2 separate regions of the Zea mays genome follow, and region 2 is linked to region 1. A link is a contact called in public Hi-C data. All regions are on one chromosome and are shown on one strand. Each heading gives the region's core, a stretch centred on a gene start, on an enhancer-like site or on the middle of the called end of the contact. The rest is flanking DNA. Distances are from core to core; before and after follow the strand shown.

What was found. A called contact is a pair of places that touch in the nucleus more often than the background predicts.
Region 2: a contact with region 1 is called in a Hi-C map of tassel, with 4 times the contacts expected there. The contact joins two enhancer-like sites. A contact is called at or near these places in 10 of 25 Hi-C or Micro-C datasets (bundle sheath, ear, leaf and 3 more).

The regions. Positions count from the first base shown.
Region 1 is chr3:10,269,782-10,275,120 of Zm-B73-REFERENCE-NAM-5.0, forward strand. It overlaps LOC100384030 (glossy13), which reads left to right. Exons shown (of 24, transcript NM_001321723.1): 18 at 1-91; 19 at 405-488; 20 at 570-703; 21 at 901-1,128; 22 at 1,239-1,410; 23 at 1,516-1,770; 24 at 2,553-3,105. The coding sequence ends at 2,825. Among protein-coding and RNA genes, the nearest start is that of LOC100384030, 9.6 kb to the left of the region's middle. Within about 2 kb of position 2,605, at least 20 of the 20 cell types and tissues checked have an H3K27ac peak or open chromatin away from gene starts, as enhancers often do. A contact at or near this core is called in ear, root tip and tassel, where this site is marked.
Region 2 is chr3:10,456,370-10,461,708 of Zm-B73-REFERENCE-NAM-5.0, forward strand. No RefSeq gene overlaps it. Among protein-coding and RNA genes, the nearest start is that of LOC109944919, 7.1 kb to the left of the region's middle. Within about 2 kb of position 2,997, at least 12 of the 20 cell types and tissues checked have an H3K27ac peak or open chromatin away from gene starts, as enhancers often do. A contact at or near this core is called in ear, root tip and tassel, where this site is marked.

The sequences.
Region 1 (5,339 bases), core at 1,355-3,854:
GAGGACAGTGCGTAATATTGTTAATACAGGACGGACCATTGTCTGCACAATCCATCAGCCAAGTATTGACATATTTGAATCTTTTGATGAGGTAAAAGGAGTAAATAGAAGTCATTATCTAAGCTATCGTTTCTATAAACATGAGAGTTTGTTAGTACAGACAAACATTTTTCATACCTGTGATGAATCTCCACTGGTTAGTTATGCTTACGGACTTCCAGTTTCACTACGAAGTAAAACAGTACGATGTTATATCTAATTTAACAATCGTTGTGATGAGAAATTTTAGTCTGAACACTGATTGGTGGAATTTCCATCGGTCTCATTTACTGAACCTACTATTGTCCCCATGATAGTACTATGTATAATATGATTACAATGCTTAACTTGCATATGCTGCTCAGCTTTTATTCATGAAGCGTGGAGGACAGCTTATATACGCTGGTCCCTTAGGTGCCAAATCGCGTAATCTGGTTGACTTTTTTGAGGTATGTTCTGCAGTATGTGTTTTCTCACTTACACAAACTTGAACAAAGCCTATGTCCTTACACTCTCATATCTGGGAATAGGCAATTCCAGGAGTGCCTAAAATCAGGGACGGCTATAATCCTGCTGCATGGATGTTGGAAGTTACAAGCACCCAAATGGAGCAGATTCTTGGAGTGGATTTTGCTGAATACTATCGGCAATCAAAATTATTTCAGTAATAGAATGACCCTTTTAAAATTCTTTTAGGTCCCGTTTGGAACCCATGAATTGAAACCAATATCTAGAAAGTGCTTCCTGTTTTATTATTAGAAGATTACTTTTCAAATCCTCTCAATTTCCGGGAACCAAACAGGGCCTTATGTTTTTGTATTCACCTTGTCCTCAACATTGATTTATGCTACTGTATTTCAGACAGACCAGAGAAATCGTCGAGGCCCTAAGCAGACCGAGCAGTGAATCAAAAGAACTTACTTTCGCCACGAAGTATGCTCAACCATTTTGTGCTCAGTATATGGCTTGCCTATGGAAGCACAACCTATCGTACTGGAGGAACCCTCAGTACACCGCAGTTAGATTCTTCTACACAGTTATTATTTCCTTGATGTTTGGGACAATTTGCTGGAAATTCGGTTCTAGAAGGTATGCTCCCTGATTGATTTTCCCGCTAGCAAATTTATCTGAATACTTACACATTTTTTATTTCTGCTGAACTGAACCGACCAATTTTTTTGTTGATGTGTAATTGCCAGGGGGACCCAACATGATATATTCAATGCGATGGGTGCCATGTATGCAGCGGTGCTGTTCATAGGAATTACCAACGCCACTTCTGTTCAGCCTGTGATCTCCATCGAAAGATTTGTATCTTATAGAGAGCGAGCTGCTGGGATGTATTCAGCGTTGCCTTTTGCATTTTCTCTGGTAACTCCTGTCAAAGTGTTACCCCCCTGCTAGAAATAATCTTTAGTGCTCATAACATTGTGTTAGCAATGGGATCCCTCTAATAATTACTATTTTTTTTGGCAGGTCACTGTGGAGTTCCCTTACATCCTTGTGCAGTCACTCATATACGGTTCAATCTTCTACAGTTTGGGATCATTTGAGTGGACAGCAGCCAAGTTTCTGTGGTACCTGTTCTTCATGTACTTCACGTTGCTGTACTTCACTTTCTATGGCATGATGACGACGGCGATCACTCCAAACCATACCATTGCGCCTATTATTGCGGCTCCATTCTACACGCTGTGGAATCTCTTCTGTGGATTCATGATCCCAAGAAAGGTATGGGATAAACTAGCGCCCCCATAATTCACACCTAACGTACTGTAGCTGATTTCTAAACCATAGCCTACCAATAATTGTGAATTTTCATGTGACATCTCGTCCAAAAAGTTGAAAGTTATGACAAAAGAAGTCCTAGATTTAGGACACATATTTTTTTTTGTTGCTTGCGTTTCAGAGTTGAAACGCACCGTTTTAATTTTCGTTTGGGCGAGTGGAGGAATGCTTTGCAGACCGACTGCCCTAGATGGGCCCATATTTATTTGTCAGCTTGGGGCTCTAGCTGCAGAATGCATGAGTCCTATCTCTTATGGGCCCATTAGTAGTCCGGTAAAGGCTATTGTTCACAACAACTCGGCACCGCACTTGCCAATGATTTTGTAGAGAGGTCCTCTCTCTCTCTCTTCTCTCTAAAACAAAGTTAAAAACAGAATTAATATTCTTGGTTCAAGTTTGTTTTTCTTTTACTTATTAGAGGGTTTGAACTGTTTATCGTAAAATTTTCCATCTAAAAAAAGCCTTGAATGGGTAGCTCATGTAGACACTGCATGCGTTTTAATTTCTGGGAAAAGCTAGCACAGTTTTCACAGTCCACACTCACATTGGTTTCTCTTTGGGAAATATTTGTCTGACAACCCCTTTGCTCGGCAGCAGGGCCAAGAGTGTTGACACTACTAGATGTTATGCTAATGTTATTTGCACTTGAGCTTCAGCTAGAGGGTGCTCTTGCAGCACTGTTGACTGACCGTCTGTTTTCTCTGGTGAACGCATTGCATGTGCAGCGCATCCCAGTTTGGTGGAGGTGGTACTACTGGGCCAACCCGGTGTCGTGGACGCTCTACGGGCTCCTGACCTCTCAGTTCGGCGACCTGGACCAGCCCCTGCTTATGGCCGACGGCGTCACCTCCACCACCGTGGTGGCTTTCCTGGAGGAGCACTTCGGGTTTCGCCACGACTTCCTCGGCGCCGTTGCGGCCATGGTGGCCGGCTTCTGCGTCCTCTTCGCCGTCGTCTTCGCCCTGGCCATCAAGTACCTCAACTTCCAGCGGCGATGAGAGAGCAAGTGGTTCAGCTAGCTAGCTAGTATAGTAGCCACCGCCGACACAGACCCACCAAACGGATCGCAGCCTACTGTACATGCATACACCGATCAGTGCAGGAGGGCAGCAGCACAATGAATTATGAATGCGATGTACCTACCAGCGCGTCGTATTGGCACAGTTAATTTGCCCATTACCCCCAGAACATTTCGCCGGGGTAAATAATCTTCCGGTCGGTCACGGGAGCGAGAGTGAGAAAAAGTAAAGGGTACTGTATAGCCAGCTATTCCATGTACTTGCTGCCTTGGCCTCCCCTCCATCGTTATACGGTGGCGTCGCTTCATGCAGGGTTTTTTTTTTTGACCCGGCCTTTTTCTCCGGCGCCCACGAGCGGCCGCCGCTGCGCCTATGGGGGGTCGACACCTGCGGGGCTTTTCGACCGCTTTGGCATGCAGCCTTCGTCCTGCGTGATACTTTTGGATGCGTAGGCGGCAGCCGCACCGCAGTGCTTCCAAGCGCTGCAAAAGCCAGCAGAGTCTTGGGAGTGTCCTCTCCTCTCCTCTCCTGCCATCTATCAGTCTCAGTCGAGATCGAGGTGAGTGATCGACCCGCCTATGCAAAAAGACGAGCATCTATGTCTCTGCAGGTACGTGGAACAGGTCGAGTCCAAGCTTTACGTGCGTGTACCTCTTGTTCCTGCCTGCATTCGCAGCTCGACCGAGAAGATGGCAGTTAGTACAAGCTAGCGAAAAAGCGAGAGGCTGCGTGCGTGAGGCCGTGAGTGCATCGTGCATGCATGCTCCGTCCGTCCGGCCTCGGTAGCTTGTCTGCATCCGCCGCACGTTAATGTGTTACCTACGGGGCTACCGGCTACGCTACGGGGTGTCAGGCATGCAGTCTGGTTGCAGCGGCAAAGCCAACGAACAATAAGCCAAAGAGGCAGCCGTTTGTCGCTTTGCATGTGCGGCATCATGATGCGTGTCTGTCATTTCTCGACGACGACGGGCGGACGGCGTGCCCGGCCCGGACGTCGGCCATGACCCATGGCTCGCGTGGGTGGCCGCGCCGCCGTGTGCTTCTTATTCCTACCGACCGAGTTGCATGCATGCATGTACACGATCCAACCGCCCACGCCCTCCAGCTAGATAAAGATCGCTGGCGAAGGGCCGGGCCGTTGATGTGATCGCCGCCAGCCTGCTGCTGCTGCCTGCGCGTACGTCCGTGCCGAGCACGCAATTGCTGATTCCACTGAATGGATGGATGGATCTCCATCTCCTCCTCTGCTAGCGAGCCAGTCAGTGGTCAAGCATGGACAGCTGAGCTAGCTCGATTGGTCGGTCCATGCATGCATCAGGTCGGGTCCAGCGTACTTCCTACGCGCGGCTAGGCGTAGCTACCTATATACCTTCACTTCGTCCCTCTCTCCGATCAGTGTGCTCAGGCAGGCGCGACCATGCATGCCTGCCTGCCGGCGGTGCCGGCGCCCGGCAGGATATTTCGCCGTTTGGGTTGGGGGTAGGCTGGTAAGTTGATGGATGGGGATCACCGGCGGCATGGACCGGATTATTCCTGAAACAACGCGTAGCTAGCCTGATAAAACCCATGCATCCACGTCCACCATCAGATGGATCCATCTCCACTAGCTAGCAGAGTAGCAGTACAGTGTACGTATCACTACCACCGCAGCGGCAAGTGCAAGTGACGGTTCGGTTGTTGGTTGCATTGCAATTGCATGCACCGCTGGGCTACTATAGCTACCTGCTGCGAGAGAGAAGAGAGAACGTGCTGCTCTGCTGCTCCATGCTTCCACCAGCCAGCCAGCCAGCCAGCTTTACACGCACGACGACACGAGAGCAGCTGGCCATAAACTAATGCTAGGGCTAATCATGAGCCATCCAACTGGGTTAGGTCGACCGAGTAGGTGGCTAGCTAGCTAGCTTCTAGCTAGATTTTTTGACGCTTTGCGGACGGCCGGGATGCAGGCAGCGCTGGCCGCTGGGTCCGTTCCGTGGTGCTTGCAGGCGGCGCGAAAGACTGCTGTGCTAGCTGATCTCACACCACCCCCAGTCCCCACACTGGTAAAATAGGATCGGATCCGGGATGCCGCCAAAACGGCCACCATCGGAAACAACGTATAGTATATACGTACTTACTAGGCGACGGCGCATGCTCCAAGACAAATCACGACGCCCATGCACGATCGACGACGCAAACGCCGTCGTGCGGATCCTCTGCGCTGCCGATCTGATAGCACCGCGCGCAATTAAACTAATTGAACAGCCAGTGATTATTAGGCTATATATAGCCCCAATCGAAACGCAGGATTATTAGACAACAAAAAAAACCCCGAAGGAATAAAAAAGAAGTTTTGGAAGTACTAGTATGGTAAGGAGTATATGCACATGCGATCGAAACGGACAAGTGAAAATCACATGGTACTGTATTCTGTATAACGAGCGAACCGACCGTCATTATTAAGAAGAAAAGGCTGTGAAGCTATATATTTTCTTCTTCTTCTTTTTTGAACAA
Region 2 (5,339 bases), core at 1,747-4,246, 190 kb after region 1:
GGAGGGACGCGGGTACAGAATTGGCCCTGTCATTCTCTCAATTCCTCCTCGCTGTCAGCGTCAGCTGCAGACGAGTAGCCATTCAACACAGCACAGGTGGTGGCGTAAAGGCCTTTGCAGGGCCAGACGGCAGAGGACAGGCAGTAAGCAACCTGCTAGTGCTAGCTAGGACTAGGAGTGGTAGTATTTGTTTGCATGGATCGCGCGCATGCAGTCTCCGTCTGGCCGGCGAATAGATTCTTCGTCCCCGATCGATCAAGCTCAATTCCATGCGTGCATAGCCGCTTGCGTTGTTGCCTCTGAGTCTCTGACTGACTGGTATACCCAATCCTCTTCATCCCGTGGAATGCGCGCAAGGGAAAAAAAATGGATCGTCGGAGCTGGAAGCCCTGGACTCACTGGAGTTGCTATAGGAGCGATCGAGGCGAGCGTCGGACGCTGTAGGAGCTGATAAGGATGGGCGCTGGCGGCGGCCCCTCCCCTGTCTGGCGCCTGCCGGGCGGTGGCGACCCACCGCACCGCAGCAGCAGCAGCAGCGCGCCGGCACGGTGGGGCCGCCAGGCGCCCGCCACTTCCCCCGGTGCCCGCTGCCCCCGTTGCGACGGACGACGCGATCGACAGGCGCGGCACAAGCGCGACCAAGAATGGACCGGATCCGTCGTCGTGCTCGTGCCTCCCGGTTCGGCGCTCGATCGGCGGCAGGAGCAGGACGTGTGGAACGGGGAGCGCCAGCCCCGCGCGAGAATCCTGCTAGCGCTAGCGATTGCCGTCCGCAATTACGCCACCGCGAAAAGGCCGGGGAAAAAAAGGTCCCGGTCGCGGTCTCGTCCGATCTGAACCCGATCTCCGACCGGTGGTTATCCGGATGCCTGCCTGCCTGCCTGCCTGAGCGTGTGGCTTTCGCCTCCGACACCGCGCAACATGAAGGAAAGCGACGCCGTCCGGCCGACCTGCGTGTGCGCAGCCGCTGCCGCTAATCTCTATATATCCCGTGGCCTAATAACGGGATGCCTGGCAAGGGGGGGCACCGTGCCGTGCCGTCGCCGTCGTGGGCCGTGTGGCTGTCGCGGCGCCGGTGCCACCTGTACGGTGCAGTGCCGCGGGCGGGCAGGGGCAGGCAGCCTGGTGGTGGATTCATTTCGTTTCATTTAACCTTTCTGCCCGCAAATACGCGTCCCCCCCCCCCCTCCCCACTGCCGGTACCCGCTGTGTTCGTCCGGACACAAGTTACTGCTGCCAGGCGGGCGAGCAGAGCAGCAGGCAGCAAGCTAGCAATGGCGGGCCGGGGAGCGCGTGCAACCATGCCCACAGCAGCTGACTGAACGGCACCAGCAGGGGAAGGGGAGGGAGCAATTGGCATGTATCATCAACAAGCTAAGGTCTCAGTCAGGGGGTCCAGGACGGGTTCTGAACTCGGTAATCAAGGCGAGGGCGCACATTGAACGGCAATAGCAGGAGGGTTGCTTCTTTTGAAAAGTCAGGGGGGATGCTCTTCAGTTATTACTGCCCACGGAATAACTCCGATATCCTGGGCATATATATGACATCACGATCTTGCTATCTGCTTGCCTTCTCGCGAACATCTTGACGTTAGGCGCACCAGTTTTATCGGCCAGGCTAACAAACCTAAAGATCCTAATCCTAACAGAATGCTATAAAATACTCGCTCCGTTCCAAAACAGTAGTCGTTTTAGTTCTCTTGATCTTTTATGTCTATAATCAAATGGATGAAAATAAACCTATACACATACTATATAGAACGCATAAATCAAGTGTTGTATGAACACATAAATTAACTAAAACAGATTTTAATTTGGGGCGGTGGGAGTTTAAAACTTATCTATACCAATATTGATAATGCAGGTCTTATTCATTACAACTCAGGCCCTGTTTGGGAACAAAGTTTTTGAAAACCACAGTTTTTGAAATACTACAGTATACTTTAGTCATGACAATACCGCAGTTTACAATACCACAATTTTGGAAACTGAGGTCCAGACCTAAGTTTAGAATACCTTAAAACAACTATAGTATTTGCAATACTTTAGTTTTGAAAACAGAGATTATAGCCAGCTTGCCAAACACCATTCTGTATATAATACTGTAGTATTTGAGAATACTACAGTATTCTTTCAAAACTGTGACAAAACTTCACTTCCAAACACCCCCTCATATTTATATACCCGGCCGCACGCGTCCCATGCATGGAGGAGAGGGGCAGGTCAAATAGGTAACCGCGCTGAAATTTGGTCCAAAAACAAGCTACTTCTTCGTGTTTAGGTCCGAAGAAACGAACATATGCAACTTACAACCTAATTTGATAAATTGAGTGCATTACGAGATTTTTGTCGTTATTTTTTTCTTCTCATGTGCTAAATTGGTGAAAATTATACTCCCACCGCACTATACTACGGATCCAGGACTTAACCTAGAGTATATATATGATACCGAACTATATATTACGTGTCAAATTTTTTTTTATTTTATCCACGAGCATTCTAGGTTTAAGTCCTGGATGCGCCTCGGTCGCATGACGACGGTCGGGGATGATGAGCGCCGCAATCACACAAGTTGGCGCCGGCCGGCCACCAATCATTTCCTCCCAGATGACAATCACAGAGGAGGCTACTTTACTTTACTTTACGACCACTACTGCTACACATGAATGACTGGATGGATGCTGAATTATGCATACTCCTACATTACTATTATTGCTAGACCCAGCCTGGTCCAGTCCAGCTAGCCAGCCTTGTGGAGATTCTCCAAGATGGCAGAGAGAGAGAGAGAGATGTGATGAAAAGATTTGGTCACGTTCGCCTAGGGAACAGCACTGCAGCAGCTCAGCTGTACGCGCTCCATTCCACGGTGCTGGCCCTGGCGTGCTGCGGCGCGGCCAGGGCCACCAGCTCGAGCGAGCTGAGCTCGAACGGATCACAGAGACACAGAGAACAGAGGCAGAGGGGCCACCAGGCAGCCAGCCACGCCACGTACGCGTACGGACGGGATCAAGTGCTCGCGTCGCGCGCGCCCCCTCCGTCCGTCCCTCCGTCCCCATCCCTGTCCCCTGCAATGATCCGGCGCGGCGGCTAGCCCAGCAGGTAGGGGCAGCCCGCAGCCGCCGCGAGAAACGAGAGCCAGAGCCAGCCAAACAACGTGGGAGCTCTGCCACCTTTTCACCCCCCCGGCCCGGCGCGCGTGGTCGTGGATGGATCGGTCGGTCGAGCGCCAATGTAGTAGCCGCTTCGTCCTGTCCCGACCGGCGCCGCGGCGCGGACTGACAGCAGGCATGGCGGCTGCCTGACTGAGTGCCTGGCTGGGAAGTGGGAGCGGGCGGCTGTCGTCTCGTCTAGGCATGCATGCAGATGCAGATCGGATCGAGCTTTGCGGTTGCTCGTGTCCGGATTCTGATGTCAACAGCGCCAACAGTGGGAAGTGGTTAGCGAGCGAGGGGAAATTGTCGATCTGACGTCGTTGGGACATCGAACATGCGTGCCGCATGGCGGGAAAGCAGGGGAGAAAAGTCGGCGGTCACTCCTTGACACTGCGCTGCTCTCTGTGTCTGTCTCTGCTCTGGTGGTGAGCTCCTTTAAGGAAAACAGCAGATGCAGCTGTTCTGCTGCAGCGCCCAGCTGAGTGTTTATCCAGTTGGAGACGAGACTCTAGCTACTGAATTGTTCGCCTCGCCTCAGGAATCCTGTTCCCTTTGCATTTCCTGTTCCCTTTGCATTTTCCATTACCATTTCAGCAACCAAAAGCCACCTTCGAGTCTCGGCCTATCACTGGTTTCATTTGGTATGGTTTGAAAATCAGCATAATGAATGTGCTCTACATATAAAAACGTAAAAAAGGAACAGTCTAGATAACACTCAGGAATCTAAGATCTAACTAACTATCGCTATTCTCTGACTGTTATACCATGATCCAATATTCTACTCTCTCTCTCTCCCCGTTTACAATAAATCTACTTCTAATGTTCAAGATTTTTATCCCACAGTAAGTGCACTTATGGTTCTTGTCCCAGACATAACCAGTAGAGGTTTAGTTATTTTTTTAGTTTTAAAAGTACATACACTACATGTCATGACACCTTTTGTAGGGGCACATGCGCCATTTTTTTCTATCACTAATTTGTGCAAAGACGCTCATAGAATATATTACGCTTATTTTTAGGACGGATGAAGTAGTTTTCTCTGTTATATGTCTAGTAAATATTTTCTTGATTGTTTTTCAAAACGAAAAAAAATACTACACCATATTTGTCCATGTACATCCTCCATGAGGGAGTATAATGCAATCTTATAATCATCAATTTTGTGCGCTTCCGCTTTCTCCTAATTAACTGGTCGTGCCCCTGCTGTATATCGCCACCATCGCCCTTTCCCCTGCCGATGCATATCCCACTTCCATATTGTCTTTGTTTCCTTCCTCTTGAACCCTTGTTCGTTAGCAAGAGGATTGTAGAAGATTAAAGTCCTTTCTATTTAATTTTTAACAGAAAGATATTTAATCCTTTGAGTCTACTTCTAACTAAACAAGTCTTGATTGTTTTTACTATTTAGGGTTGGTTGAAAAGGAGCGCAACAAGTAAGAAGATGTTTGAATGCACTGAAAATAATAGTTAGTTGGTTAAAAATTTGCTAGTAAAATTAACTAGCTAACTGCTAGCAAATAGATAGACAACTATTAATTAATTTGTTAAAAGTAGCTAATAATTAAACTATTAGGTAGACTGTTTGAATATCTTGAACTAATTTTAATAGTTAACTATTAACTGCAGCGCATTAAAACATGACGTTTTCTACCTCTAAACACTCATGCATGGAGCAAATTATGCCCTTAAGAATATGCACTCTCATGTGATCCGTCGTTGGATATGATTTGATATTCATGATGATTATGAGATCCATATATACTCACTGGCACAAATCTAATCGTGCGCCACATGATTGCACATGTTCATCAAAGGCTTATTTTACGTTATCCTGGATCATCCCCTCCCTCTTGATTGAATTGGCCCTACTACTGTCCTCAACATTGTGCTTCCACGTATCGCTTGCCTCGAACACCAACAGGGGCTATAAATGACGAGCCATAGTGATCTTTTTGGTCCTAATACTATATTTAATTAAATTAGAGGATCCTCATTTGGTGTGTTCTTACTCCTCCTTAGGGCATGTACAGTGGAGAGACACCAAAACGGTTCTCCAAACACAGAAGACAACTAAGAGACTCTATTGTACAATGGAGTGTCTATAAACGTAGTCTATTAATAAATACAGAATTAAATGTATTTGTATAGCATCAGATCGATAGAACAGACGACAAATTCGTACAGTATG